Linked DNA regions of Ovis aries: region 2 is linked to region 1. A link is a contact called in public Hi-C data. All regions are on one chromosome and are shown on one strand. The core of a region is the stretch at or near the end of the contact, and the rest is flanking DNA. Distances in the headings are between cores, read along the strand shown.

Region 1 (6,414 bases), core at 1,877-4,376:
TGGGGAGTTGCCAACCTGGCCCCACCACTCATGAGCGCGCGGGGGCACACACACGCGGGCGCGCGCACACACACACACACTTTTTGCTTCTTCCTTCCCCTCCCCCAACGATGACCAAAGCCAGATGAGGGGACTGACAACTGGAGATTCTGTTTCCAAAGGGCTTCTGCTGGAGCTGCTTGCTTCTGGGCACACCCACAGAAACACGCGCGAACGCGCGCACACAGACTCTCACAAATACGCACACACTCCCATGCACACACTTGGCACCCCCAGAGGCCGGGCCGCGCCCGCTGCATCTCTGCTTAGGCCCGGGGAAAAGGACAGGCAGCAACATGAATGAAATCTGCCCAGAAAGACTGCATTTCAGCACCAACCACGGAGCCTCCAGCCAAACCGCCGAATATGTAACAAAGTTTTATTTCGCTTTTGGAGTCTCCAGTTACACTTCTACCATTTCCTGTGGAAAATTGAAGCTTTGAAGTGTCTAGCTCCGGCTTTCGCAGACAGGCAGGACCGCCAGCTCGAGCTCTCGAAAACAAACGCCCCGGCCCCACCCCCTCCGCCACCAGAACTGCAGGTTCAAACCCACCCAGCTCCGGCCTTCAAAATAGGGGGTGAGGAAAGGAATGACAGAACCTGCTGGAAACCACCTCTTAAACTGGCAGTCTCCCCGGAACTCCGCCCCACTCCCATCCTGACGGGATCCCTTAAGCCAAGTGTGACAGCCGCAGCTCCCAGACAGCCAAAGGCGGCAAGAGCTGGGAGGTCTCCATCAGGGGGGTCGTCCATTGCGCAGCGCCCACCAGCTGTGAGCTCTGGCCTCAAAAACTGCCCCAGAAAAATTGCCCGTTCCACCCTCTCACCACGTACACCTTTCCCCAACTATTTCTAGGCCGAGTGAGCTCTCAGTCTGCCTTTACAGCCACGGGGCCTCTCCTTCACCAGCTCACCGACGGCGTCTCGAGGGCGCCGGGAAGCAAGCGGAATCGGGCTGCGGAGGGAGGAAAGCGTCTCCTCCCGAGTTCCAGGGAGCCAGACTCCTTCGCCCGCGTATTTGTCATCTTTAAGGTCAAAAACAAAAACCAAAAACCCCACAGGGCTCTGGCAGAAATATATACTAGCCGCAAATGATCGCCCCCCCAGAGTGGCGCTGTATTCTTCCTATAGCCTGCAGGGGGCAGCCGCAGCTCCACCCGGAATCGCGGGCGGAACCGCAAGCTCTCTAGCTTGGGACCATACCAGCCGCGTAGAGTACGCGCCGCGCATCCCGAAAGCAGGAGGCACTAGGTGGGGTTTCTGGCTGTCTTCAGATCGGCGGTCCCCTCAGAGGTTTAAGATAGCAGCGGGCGGCCGGAAGGACGCGGGAGGGGACCGAAGGGCCAACTTACGAGGAGAATTGGCCGCGTTGGATGGGAGGGGGCGGCACCCGCGCGGCCACTTACCACTGGCGTTCTTCCCGCAGATGAGGTGCTGGTAGGGCTGCAGCAGCCCCCAGATCTCGGAGTCGTTGTTGACTGTGTACTCCAGCGTCTCCACGGTGAACTTGGGCGCCTCGTGGAGCGCGTGGTGGTGGTGGTGGTGGTGGTTGGCGGCGGCTGCCTGTGGGGCTGGGGCGGCGGCAGCAGCAGCGACGGTCGGCGGGGCGCAACAGCTGCTGCCCCCGCTGGCGCTGCTGGCTGCGCTGCAGGCGCCGCCGCTCGCCGCTCCCCCTCCGGGGACCTCCCGCTCCTTATCCCCCGCGGGGGCTGCTCCGGGGCCCGAGCCTTGGCCTGGGCCGGAGCTGGAGCCCGGGCCTGGGCCGCTGCAGCTCCTGGGCAGCCCGGAGGCCACGACCCGCGCGTAGATGTCCCGGAATAGGCTCTCCATGCAGGCCGTCAGGTAGATGGCTGCGTGCTCGTGGATGCGTAGCGCCACGCGGCTGTCCACCATCCAGCGGTACACGCGGCCCACAGAGAAGGTGAGGCCGCAGCGCGCCGATTTGCCGCGGCCCAGGCGGTCGCCACCGGCACTGCTCATGTTGTAGAGGGACAGTGCGGCCAGCGCGGCCGCCGTGCAGTGCGCCGCCAGGCCCCAGGACAGCACGATCTCCATGGCGCTCTGGATCTCATACTTGGTGCACTTAGCGAAGCGCAGGCTCAGGCGCTGTGCCTCCTTGGCGATGCGTACCAGCGCCCGGCTCACCAGCGTCGACAGCTTGGCCAATGCGTCTTTAGGCAGGCCGCCGGGGGCCACCGGGCCTGCCCGGGGATCCCGTGAGCGCAGGAGCAACGCCTCCAGCTCCTGGAGGGTCCAGGGGACCTCGTCGAGGTCCGGCAGCAGCCGCGAGCAGTGCTGGCCGGCACAGTCCAGCCCCTCGGAGTCTTCCACCAGGGCAGTGTTGACAGTGTCAAAGCTGTTGTGCCGGCTGTGCATGGAGTCAGTTAGAGGCGGCCAGCAGCTCCCGCCATACGGGGACGCCGGGTGCGAGTCGGAACAGCACAGGGACAAGTTGGAGGAGCGCACTGAGTCCGCCGCGCCACCATAACCCGAGTCCAGTGTTAGATCCTCCAGCGTCCGCACCACCGGCTTCTTACCTCTCCTGGCCATCGCTGCGCCACTTCATGCCGCCGGGGAGCCGAGGGGAAGGAGCAGCGAGGAGCAGCGGGCGCCGGGGCGCGGGAAGAGCCGAGTCAGCGCCGCCTCGGCTCACTTTTCCACCAGCCGCCGCTACCAAGTGTGACTACTTTCGGATGCCTCCCCGAGCCGTCGCCGCTGGAATCCACAGGGCACACCAGGGAGTCATCTTCCAGAGCCCAGGCCGGATCTGGGGCGCGCTAAGGAGCGAGCCAGGCCGGGGGAGAAGCTCACGCCGGACTCGCCCCTTTCTTCCAAAATAAAAAGTGTCTGATCCACTCCCTACTGGGCCGGGCTGGGCGCAGAAGCCGCTGGACGCCGGCCTCGGTGTTCGTAGGACGGAAATTTACTCAGATGCCGCCGCGGCAGCAGCTCCGCCGGCAGCTGGCTCTTGGCTCTCGGCTCCCCGGTTCCCGGTTCCCGGGCCGGGGTTCACTCCGTGTTCGCCCGCCCGGCACTGAAGAGCAGCAGCGACCGCGGCGGCTGCAAACCCTGCCGAACCCCGCAAGCCCTGGGCAGCTAGCGGGGCGGGCGTATGTAAAGCAGGGCCGGCGGAGAGCCAATGGGATTGGAGGATGCTAATTATCTTTAAATAAATAAATAAATATTTTCCTCAGCTCCACGCAGCCCCGCCCCTCAAACACGCCCCCGACCTGGGACCGAGGCTGCAGGAAGTGGTGAGCTGCGGCCTGAGAACTAGAGGTGGGTGTGTGTTGGGGGCAGTGGGAGCTTAGAATCGCTGATGATTATTAGAAAAGCAGGATGATTATCCCTGCTGTCCCTGCCCTTCAGGCTTCGGCTTTGATACCAGACCTGGAGAAGGGTAGGTTGGGTAGGTTGGACAGGTGACCCACCCACCCACCGAGTTGTGCTCCCCCCAGCGGTTCACAATGTGTCTGCTTGGGGTCGCTTTCTGCCCTAGCGTTTCAGATTTCACTTTCCTTTTTCTTTCTCTAGTACACAAAGTATGTTTTTTCTTCCTCTCCTGACTCCCCCGACCTTCGGGTCCCCAAAACAATTAATGCTGCCCTCTTTCAGACCCAGTTTGCCAGAGTGGAGATAAGAAACCAGACAAGCAGAGGGATAAGGAACGGACAGGGCTGGAAAGCTGTCTCTGGACACTAGCCGACAGCCACCAGGGCTCGTGAACTACATTCCTTTAGTAGCCAGGAGGACCCTGAGTCGATCCTTCAAGTGCCTGGGGGGGTGGACTGGAGGGAGGGCTTGCTGTGGTTTACTCGCTAAGCCCTGTCGGACTCTTTGCGACCCCATGACTGTAGCCCGCCAGGCTCCTCTGTTCACCGGATTTTCCAGGCAAGAATACTGGAGTGGGTTGCCATTCCCTTCTCCAGAGGATCTTCCTAACCCAAGGACAGAACCTGCATCTCCTGCTTGGCAGGCAAATTCTTTACCACTGAGCCACCTGTGAAGTCTCACTTTGACATTCTGGTGGGTATAGTTCCAGACAGCTCAAGAGTTTTTCTTTTTTGACTAAAGAATGATCTATATGCATGTCTTAATTGCATTTATGTCCAATAGCATTGTCCTGTTAATTGTCCCCATCCACCAGGGCAGAAACCAAATCTTATTCACCTGGGGATCACCAGTCCCACTGTCTCTGCCAGGGGGTAGGGGACTCTCCTGCTCTGGCTTCCTCTGAGTTTCTAGCTTAAAAATGCCCTTCTAGGGAAGGTAGCCCAGATCCTTCATGTTACAAAACAAAATTCAACTAAGTAAAATTTAAAGCTCTTATTGGCTTTATTCAACCGTTTGCAAATCTGGCAGTTTCGCATGTAGCAGATGGAAAGGAGCTTGGAGGAGCTATATGAAATGAAAGACTTACATAGACAGAATGGAGAGGGAACGAGGAAGTTACACCAGGCGAAAGAGATGGTTGGTTATTGCTAGACTGCTTTCCTCTCGGGGATGGCAGGGGGTCTAGAAGGTAGATTACCTAACTATTGCTGCTCAAGTGATTCCTGATTGACTACTTTAAGATTCCATTTCTGGAAGAGCCAGGTGGAGCTTAGCATGTGCTAAGTCGCTTCAGTTGTGTCTGACTCTTCGCCACCCTATGGACGGTAGCCCACCAGGCCCTCTGTCCATGGGATACTCTAGGCAAGAATACTGGAGTGGGTTGCTGTGCCCTCCTCCAGGGGATCTTCCCAACCCAGGAACTGAACCTGTGTCTCTTATGTCTACATGCATTGGAAGGTGGGTTTTTTTGTTGTTGTTGTTTGTTTGTTTGTTTTTACCACTAGTGCCATCTGGGATTCCATTTGGGGCCTGGTGTCTTTTTAACACTCAGTACTGTCTTGGGTGTTTCAACACCTCTGCCACTTCTGAGGCTGTTGATTTCTGGGCCCTTGTAATACTAGGTTGCCGCAGTCTGGTTACTGGTTAGATTCCACACTGAACTACAGATTCCCCATGCACAGGCTTGACACAGAGGAGGCAATCAGTAAATATTTGTTGTACACTGGTGAAGAAAGGATATGCTTTTGAACTGCTGGTTCAATTATGGATTTCCCCAGATAACCCAGTTGATTGTCTGATGTCTCTCATCTCTGTCAGTCCAAATCCACCATTACTCATCCCTTCACCCTAATAAACGACACTTCACCCTAATACCTTGTAGCTACCATCCTAATGTCTATGCCCATCACCTCTTTCTGTTGACTATTACGATATTCTACCAACTGGTCTCCTCTCTCCTGCCTCTTCTTCACCAAACCATCAAGTCCAAGAATCTTCCAAAATCCCAGTTCTCATCTTCTCATTCCTATCTTGTAGTAAATTCAAAGGCTCTCATTTGCCTTGCAGATAAATAAAGTTTTTCTTGGTTAGCTGGCCTTCAGGGATCTCATTCTGTTCCCAGACTATTTCCATAATATTCCAAACCTTTTAAAAGAGATTGTGACAGTAACTTTATGTGTCAGCTTGAGTGAGCCACAGGTGCCTAGATTAAACATTGTTCTGGGTGTTTCTTTGAGAATGTTTCCAGGTGGGATTAGCATTTGAACTGATGGACTTAGGAAACTGCTCTCCCCACTGGGGTGGTGGTTGTTCAGTCACTCAGTCGTGTCCATCTCTTTGTGATCCCATGGACTGCAGCACGCTAGACTTCCCTGCCCTTCAACCATTGTGGCTGAAGATCATCCAGTCTGCAAAGGGACTGAGTAAAACAAAAGGTAGAAAAAGGAAGAATTCATTACTCCCCAACCTCCACCTCACTGAGCTGGGACATCTCATCTCCTTCAGCCCTTAGGCTGGGATTTACATCACCTGCTCCCCTGGTTCTCAGGTCTTTGGACTTGGACTGAATTATACCAGCAGCTTTCTTGGGCCTCCAAGCTTGCAAACGTTAAATCATGAGACTTCTCATTCTGCACAATTACATGAACCAATTCCTCATAATAGAGCTTTCCCTATATGTATTTTTTCACATACCATTGACTACAAGGATACACAGTCTTCAATGATCTGAAAATTGCTTTGTCCTCTAGGCTCTCTGTCATCACCCTAGCCTTCTGAAAACGTATTCAGTCACATAGACACATGATGCACTCACACACCCACACAGATATCTGCACACACATGAACATACAGACACAAAGACACACATACACATACACACACACCTTTATTCTAACCATACTGAAATCACTTGCTGATTTTCCAAGTTAACATGTTGTCCCTTGCATCTGATACGTCTTTGCAGAGGTTCTTTCCTTTGCTCACTCTGCTCAAGGACACTTGTCTTCCTCTTCTGCATCTGGCAAGCCTCATCCTCTAAAA
Region 2 (6,414 bases), core at 1,393-3,892, 68 kb before region 1:
CTTGTTCATTTGTCTTAGCAGATATTTACTGCATGCCCAGCCTTGCAGGTGCTAGGGAGACAGCCCTGCGCAAACCACAGTCTCCAACCATGCAGACCTAACATCCTAGTGAAGGGATACACAAGAAAGAAACAAAAATATAAAGTCAGGGAAAATGATGCAGGTAAAGGCAGAGGAGAGGGAAAGAGAGTAACAGGGTAGGGTTATATTAGAGGGCTCAGGGATGGCTGTGCATTCACTAAACCAATGGTCTCCAAATTGTTTTGATCATATACCCTATAATTCTTGAGGGTACCTCCCCAGGATATGAACATATATTTAATTACAGGCTCCCCTAATCACTGCTGTACTACTCTATCACATTTCATTATAGAATAGACATAAAATATAGAAATACCTTAAAGATGAGTGAAAAAATTACTTAGGAAGAGACGTTCTGGAACATTTCTCTTGCCTCTTGGTGCAGCATCCAGCATGTTTGCATGTACCCTGACTCAAAGACCCCTGTGCCAGAACGGCAGCTCGGCTTAGTGTTAAAAAGGAAAAACACAAACTCCTGATCCTGGCAAATTACATGCAGCAGACGCCCCAAAATAATCTGTCAGGTGACTCAGGGAATGGGGTTCATTAGACACCACGTAAGTCAGCCTCAGACAGTCAAGTCCTAATTCTTGGACTCAGTTTCTCCGTCTATAAACACAGGGTGTGGTCTCAATCCCCAAGGGCCTTGGTGAGTCTACACGGGCCCAGAGACCCAGGCTCGGGTTCCCTCAGCCTGAACCAACCACTGTTCCCCAACCTAGAAGGAAGCCCACTTGGTCCTGCAGCAACACACAGCAAGCTCTGGTGTGGGCAGGGCTTTCATTTGCTGGCCTTTTATTGATTTTTACTGGTTCACACAGAAAGGAAAAAAATGCAAACAAAGAAACAAAGGCACTCCATCTCTAACCCCAGCAAATTATGCAGAGATTCAAGAGAGTAATGAAAACCATAAAGCATCTGCTGAAATAAGAGCTCCCAATCTTCTATAATCTTTGGTGATAAAACGGAACACAGCAGGCCAGTGACACCCATTCATAAATCCTGGGTCCATTTACTGGGGCTCAGAACACATTTGCCAGTGCTGAGAACCCATTCTGTTGTTCTGCACACCTGCTGGGGTTAAAGGCAAGTCCTTTAAATGTCACAGGTGGTTCTCAGCATTGTCAAAGCCAGGGATGCCAGGGGCATGAGACTTCTGTTGCTGCAGAGAATGTAGATGGTAGAGATTCGCTGGCTTTCCGGACAGTGGCCAGACAGCCCTGTGAGGGGTTAGGGTAGATGTGAGTAAAGTCCATTGTTAGGTTCAGGAATCTGGGGCTCCGAGAAATCAACTTGTCCCAGAGTTACACAGAGAGGAGTGGAGGCAAGATTCAAGGTAAAACTCAAGGCCAAGGCTACCCAACAGCCTGACCCATGAATACTCATTCTCCTGGAAGTTTCTATAAGCTCGAGCCTGAGTCAGTCTTTGTTATCTGTTTCCCACTCCCTAGCACAAGGCTTTGCGGGTGGGAGTGGGTGACTAACATGGAGAAAGGGGTGGAGGGAGAGGAGAGAGGGGGATTCAGTTTATGGCTTGTCTGCTGATACTGAGAACAGTGCTAAAAACAACCATTCACAGAGCCTTAGCTCACATCAGCTGCCGCAACCAGTGCTTTAAATACAATGTCTCAGTTACTCTTTCCAATAACCTCTGGGGAGGTCACTGTGTTGCAATCCCCATTGTTTAGAAAGGGAAGGGGAAACAGAGGCACAGAGAAGTTCAGTAACTTGCCCAAGGTCACTCAGCAAGTAGGTGGTCAACCCGGAACATCAGTTCTGACGGGTCCAATGCTTGACCACCTGCCTGTCACTGGGAGCAGAAACTGAGTTATTGTTTCCGGCACCTCTGCTAGTCTGCACTGTAAGAGAAGGGGCAGCTCTCATATCAAGAGGAGGCAGCGTCCAGTGACTCCGGTGATACAGCCTCCTGGGGAACCCTGATGTCGGTCCACAGGGCGGGATGTGCAGCCAAAGCCCTGCCAGGGGACATTTGCACAAGTGACAGAAGATCCACTCTCATTCCCCAAAGCGAAAGGTGTCAGCACAGTTGTAGATCTGGACATGAAGAGTCAGGACACAGATGAGAAACGAAAAACAGAGAAAATGGGCTGGTGTGGAGCTGGAACCAGGAGGTTCAAGGGATGAAGAAGCACCAAGAGAATGGGCTGCACTAACTGGACTGCACTTACTTGCTCTGAGACCCTGGACCTCCCAGAGCTTCGGGCTCTCCTTCATTAATATAAAAAGGGGATAATAATGGTACCTACCTTATAGAATTCTTATAAGGATTAAATAGTGTATGTAAATTGCTTTAAGCACAGTGGTTGGCTTATGGAAAGTGCTCAACAAGAAACAGTGGTGGTGGAAATGGTCCAGTCATATAACTGATGTGAAACAGAAGGGGAGGAAAAAGCTTGGGCAGGTAAGATGTAAGGAGGGAGCAATCACATCACCCCCAAGCTTTAAGTGACATGAGGTTAAGAGACTGTATCTGAATACAGCCAAGACAAAGACCGTCATCAAGGGACATGCCCAAGGCTGAGTCACAGCATTTTCTGGGCAGGGACTGTGGCTGAATCATCTGATATTTCTAGCCCTGACATCGGCTTTGCAGAGTGTGCACTCCACTGAGGTTTGAGAAATATCCAAGTGGCGGGTCTCCCGAAGATAATGATGAGGTTATGTTTCCCACTTTCCTTGGCTTGATCTCCCGTTACTTCCCTCACTGCTGATTCATTGATCTTCCTTCACTTTTTGAGCATCTGTTGTATGTCATAGTCCTGCTGGAAACTAGAAGAGTATTAAAAGGAGTCTGGGACAGGGCTGTAATTGAAGCAACCAGATGTAAGCTCTAACAACCAGAAGGTGAATTATATATTACACCTGGCCACATCCCACTGCCCACCCCAAACCAGGTCTTTCCCTTTCCTGTTTGGGCTGTGTGTGAAATTTTAAAAGAACAATCTCATTTCTGCCTCTCTTATTTCCAGTTCTCAACAGTCATTTCCTAAGAAGATCACAGTATGGGCTCACAGCAGCTCAGCAAAAAGTTGTTCATCTCATCAGTGGGCCATCAAAACTCAGAACCACAAGGAGAAACCATGCTGAGCCTCACACTCAACTGTCCCCTCCCGCTGGTCATCACTACCAATGAATAGTCCCAAGCCTTCATGCAGCACAAGCTGGCCCTCCAAGACCCAAGACACCTCTCCAAGGGGATGTAGAGGGGATCCATGCAGCAAGGTAGGTTCCCAGAAAAGCTGAAGAGCAGGTGGAGGTTTACCTATAGGACTTATACATAGAGACAAAGGGGCGCTCCAGGGCTTGGCCCCTGTGCGAGGGAAGGTGAGAAGCAAGACTGGGCAGAAGGAGAAGATGGGTTGTAAGTCAGTCTCAGCAGAGGCCTCAGCCCAGCCCACTAGGTGCTGAGAAGCTGGGGTGACCTTCAGAGCTGTCCTGAACTTCTGAGTGGGGGCCCAGCTTTTATACCCCCAATCTAAAACAAAATAGAAGCAGGCTCACAGTCACTGAGAGAGGGCTGCCTACAGAGGGATATGACTTTAGCCCAGATACACTTTTTTTTTCAGTTGAATGAAAGAGTCTTTAAATTCTTTAGTGCTTTACAATTTTCAAAAGTTTCACACACATGATTTCATATATTCCCATAATAACCCTTTTTCTTCCCACCCCTGAATTCCCCTCCCCACTTCCCTCTCTCCACTAGTAACCACTAGCTTGTTCTCTATACCTGTGAGTCTGCTTTTTAAAAATTTTATTCACTAGTTTGCTGTATTTTTTAATTCTACGTATAAGTGATAGCATACAGGCCTGGATGCTCTTTGAACAGAGGCAATTTCCAAAGAGAGCTGCAAGCCCAGGGCTGTACCAGCAATGCTTCAAAGAGTGAGGAGGGGCCTTCAGTCCTGAAAGGGTACTCAGTGGCACACCTCTGTGTCAGGGTGCTCTGGTGACAGCCACTGACTTTTTTTCCCATTGAAAAGCAGAAGAACAGGGAAGTGGTTGAGATGTTGGATTCTGGAGTCAGACAGGCCTGGGCTCCACTGAAGGACCTGTCCCTTCCACCTCTAAGCCCTTCACCTGTAAATTGGGGCCACTAAGTATCCCCACATTCAGCTACTGTAGGGCTGGATAAGACAACACAAACGCCTTGACACAGTAATCATTCCATATAAGGCAGTTCTGGTCGTTATCACAAACCCACAATAGAGGCATACACTGCTTACTCCTGGCCACAGCAATCTTATTTTCTCATTCTTAGCCTCACAGAGTCTGCAGCACACATGTAAATCCATCAGAAATGTATTCAGGGCCTACAAATATATATAGGGAATAATCCCAGGTCCCAGAAGGACTGTGGTGATCCATGGCGAAAGCCTGGCCCTAGAGGATTTGAGTGGACCAAGAGAACCAATGTCTTCTTGGCTCTAAGAAGAAACATACAGGCCCAGCAAGAGGACAGAGAGGGCTGGCAGGGGCTGGGATGGTGGAGAAAGGGGAGGGTTGTTTGAACAGAATGAATGCCCAAGGAATCATCTCTGGAAGCAATAAGCAAACTCCAGATGGAAGTGAGGAAGGAGCACTGGGTGCCTCGGGGATACCATCCTGGTGGTTGGGAGCTGCCTGCCATATTCAGAGAATGACAAAAAGGGGCCTGAGATTAGAAAGCCATGTACAAGCAGAAAGGCCCTGGGGCTGAAGAGGCAGCCAGGCTGGACCATACAGAGCCTTAGGTCAGGTGAAAACTCTGGATTCTCCTCCAAGGGTGATGGGAAGGAAGGCCTTGGCAAGTTTTTGAGCAGGTGAGGAACACTGCTGGAATCGTGAGATTCTAACACACAGGAGGAGACATCCAACACACAAGAGGAGACGTCCATAAACAAAAATTGCCCAGTGCGGTCTATGTCAGTGGAGGAAGAAGGGAGAGGATCCGAGATCCCAGAGTGGTAAGGAGTCTCCTGAGAGTATCTGGCCCAGCTCCTTGCCCTCTGGAAACTAAGGATGAACATCGCCACATTGTGGATGAGGGATCTGAGCCCAGAGACGTCAGGAGACCTGCTCAGGGTCCCGCAGTCACCCGCGGTCCGTGAGAGACGGAACAGGGACCAGGATGCTCTGTTCTCTCTGGAAGTGCTCCGCCAGCCCATGCTGGGGAGCGAACAGGCTTTGGTTTCTGCTGCTGCTGTTCTGTTCGAAGGCAATCCCTGGCACTAATGTGGGTTGTAAAAAGAAACACTTCAGAGAGGTTCCTCAGTTGCAGTAGCTGAGGTGCCAGTTCAATGGTTTCTCTACATCCTCTGACCAGACTCTCTCTGTTACAAACACTGGAGGAGACCAGAGAGACTTAACCTTTCCCTGGAGCCACCTACTTCCTCCATCCTTGAGTCCAGCCCAGGACCCAAGAGAGAAAACAGCCCCAGCTCTCAGATAAGCATGAACTCCAGAGAGTCTCCAGTGTGTGAATCAGATCATTCATCACAGAGGGACTCTGCATGGTGCCTGCAGAAAAAGTATGAGAAGATTCAGGACCACAAGCCAAGAAGCCTCTAGCTGGAGCCCATCTTCCTCTGCCAGGGCCCAGAAAGCAAACACGCTTCTGAGGATCACTTTCTGTACATTAAGCATCACTTGCAAGCAGGGCAGCCAAGAATCCCCATCCTGGCATCATAGGAGGAGCTACGATGTCCAGGACCAGGAACACAGCCCGTTTAGATACAGCCAGGAGGAAGGAGGGCATGAGGAAAGTCCCCCCAGCCCCACCTGCCTCTCTCCACCTGGCCCACCAACATGCAAAGATCTGAAAGCCCAATCTTGGTCTCAGTGTGAGGAGGGTCTCAGCCTCGGAGGGTAAGGAGTGGGGAGAGGACGTGAATGAGGTCTCGGAATCTACCCCCCACTGTAGGGTAGGGCAGAAATCACTCATAGCTCCAGGAGGGGCCTGACAGGTGCAAGCAGCAGGGGGAGGAAATGTAGGTTAGGCATGTAGGGCAGTTCTGAAGCTGGGGCTTGTCTGTCGGGAAGTTAGGCAGGGGCCATCAGAGGCAGGAAGTAGAACAGGCAAAGGACCAAGCGGACCTCAAAGCCTTCCATTTGGAAAAGGAGCTGAGGGAGGAGAAGAAAGAATTGCTCTGCTGAAGCAGAGGGAGGGGTGTTAGGGAAGCCAGCTGAGCAGAGGCAGAGCGGCCAGCAGGCCCTCCCCCGCCCACTCCCACAGACACCTGGGCCAGGTGGTACAGGAGCCGAACATCCACCTACCTACCGTGGAGGCACGTGGAGACCCGAGGCTGCGCCGCTGCCCAGGACACTCACTAATAA

The links. A called contact is a pair of places that touch in the nucleus more often than the background predicts.
Region 2: a contact with region 1 is called in a Hi-C map of skin fibroblasts, with 2.8 times the contacts expected there. The contact joins the enhancer-like site here to the promoter of ABTB3 in region 1. A contact is called at or near these places in 2 of 16 Hi-C or Micro-C datasets (blood and skin fibroblasts).

Annotation. Positions count from the first base shown.
Region 1 is chr3:176,178,101-176,184,514 of ARS-UI_Ramb_v3.0, reverse strand. It overlaps ABTB3 (ankyrin repeat and BTB domain containing 3), which reads right to left and starts at 3,126. Exons shown (of 15, transcript XM_027967689.3): 1 at 1,446-3,126. The coding sequence starts at 2,589. It overlaps LOC121819147 (a long non-coding RNA gene), which reads left to right and starts at 3,255. Exons shown (of 2, transcript XR_006059381.2): 1 at 3,255-3,318.
Region 2 is chr3:176,245,604-176,252,017 of ARS-UI_Ramb_v3.0, reverse strand. All of the region lies in intron 1 of ABTB3 (ankyrin repeat and BTB domain containing 3), which reads right to left. Among named protein-coding and RNA genes, the nearest start is that of ABTB3, 67 kb to the right of the region's middle. Within about 2 kb of position 2,642, at least 6 of the 54 cell types and tissues checked have an H3K27ac peak or open chromatin away from gene starts, as enhancers often do.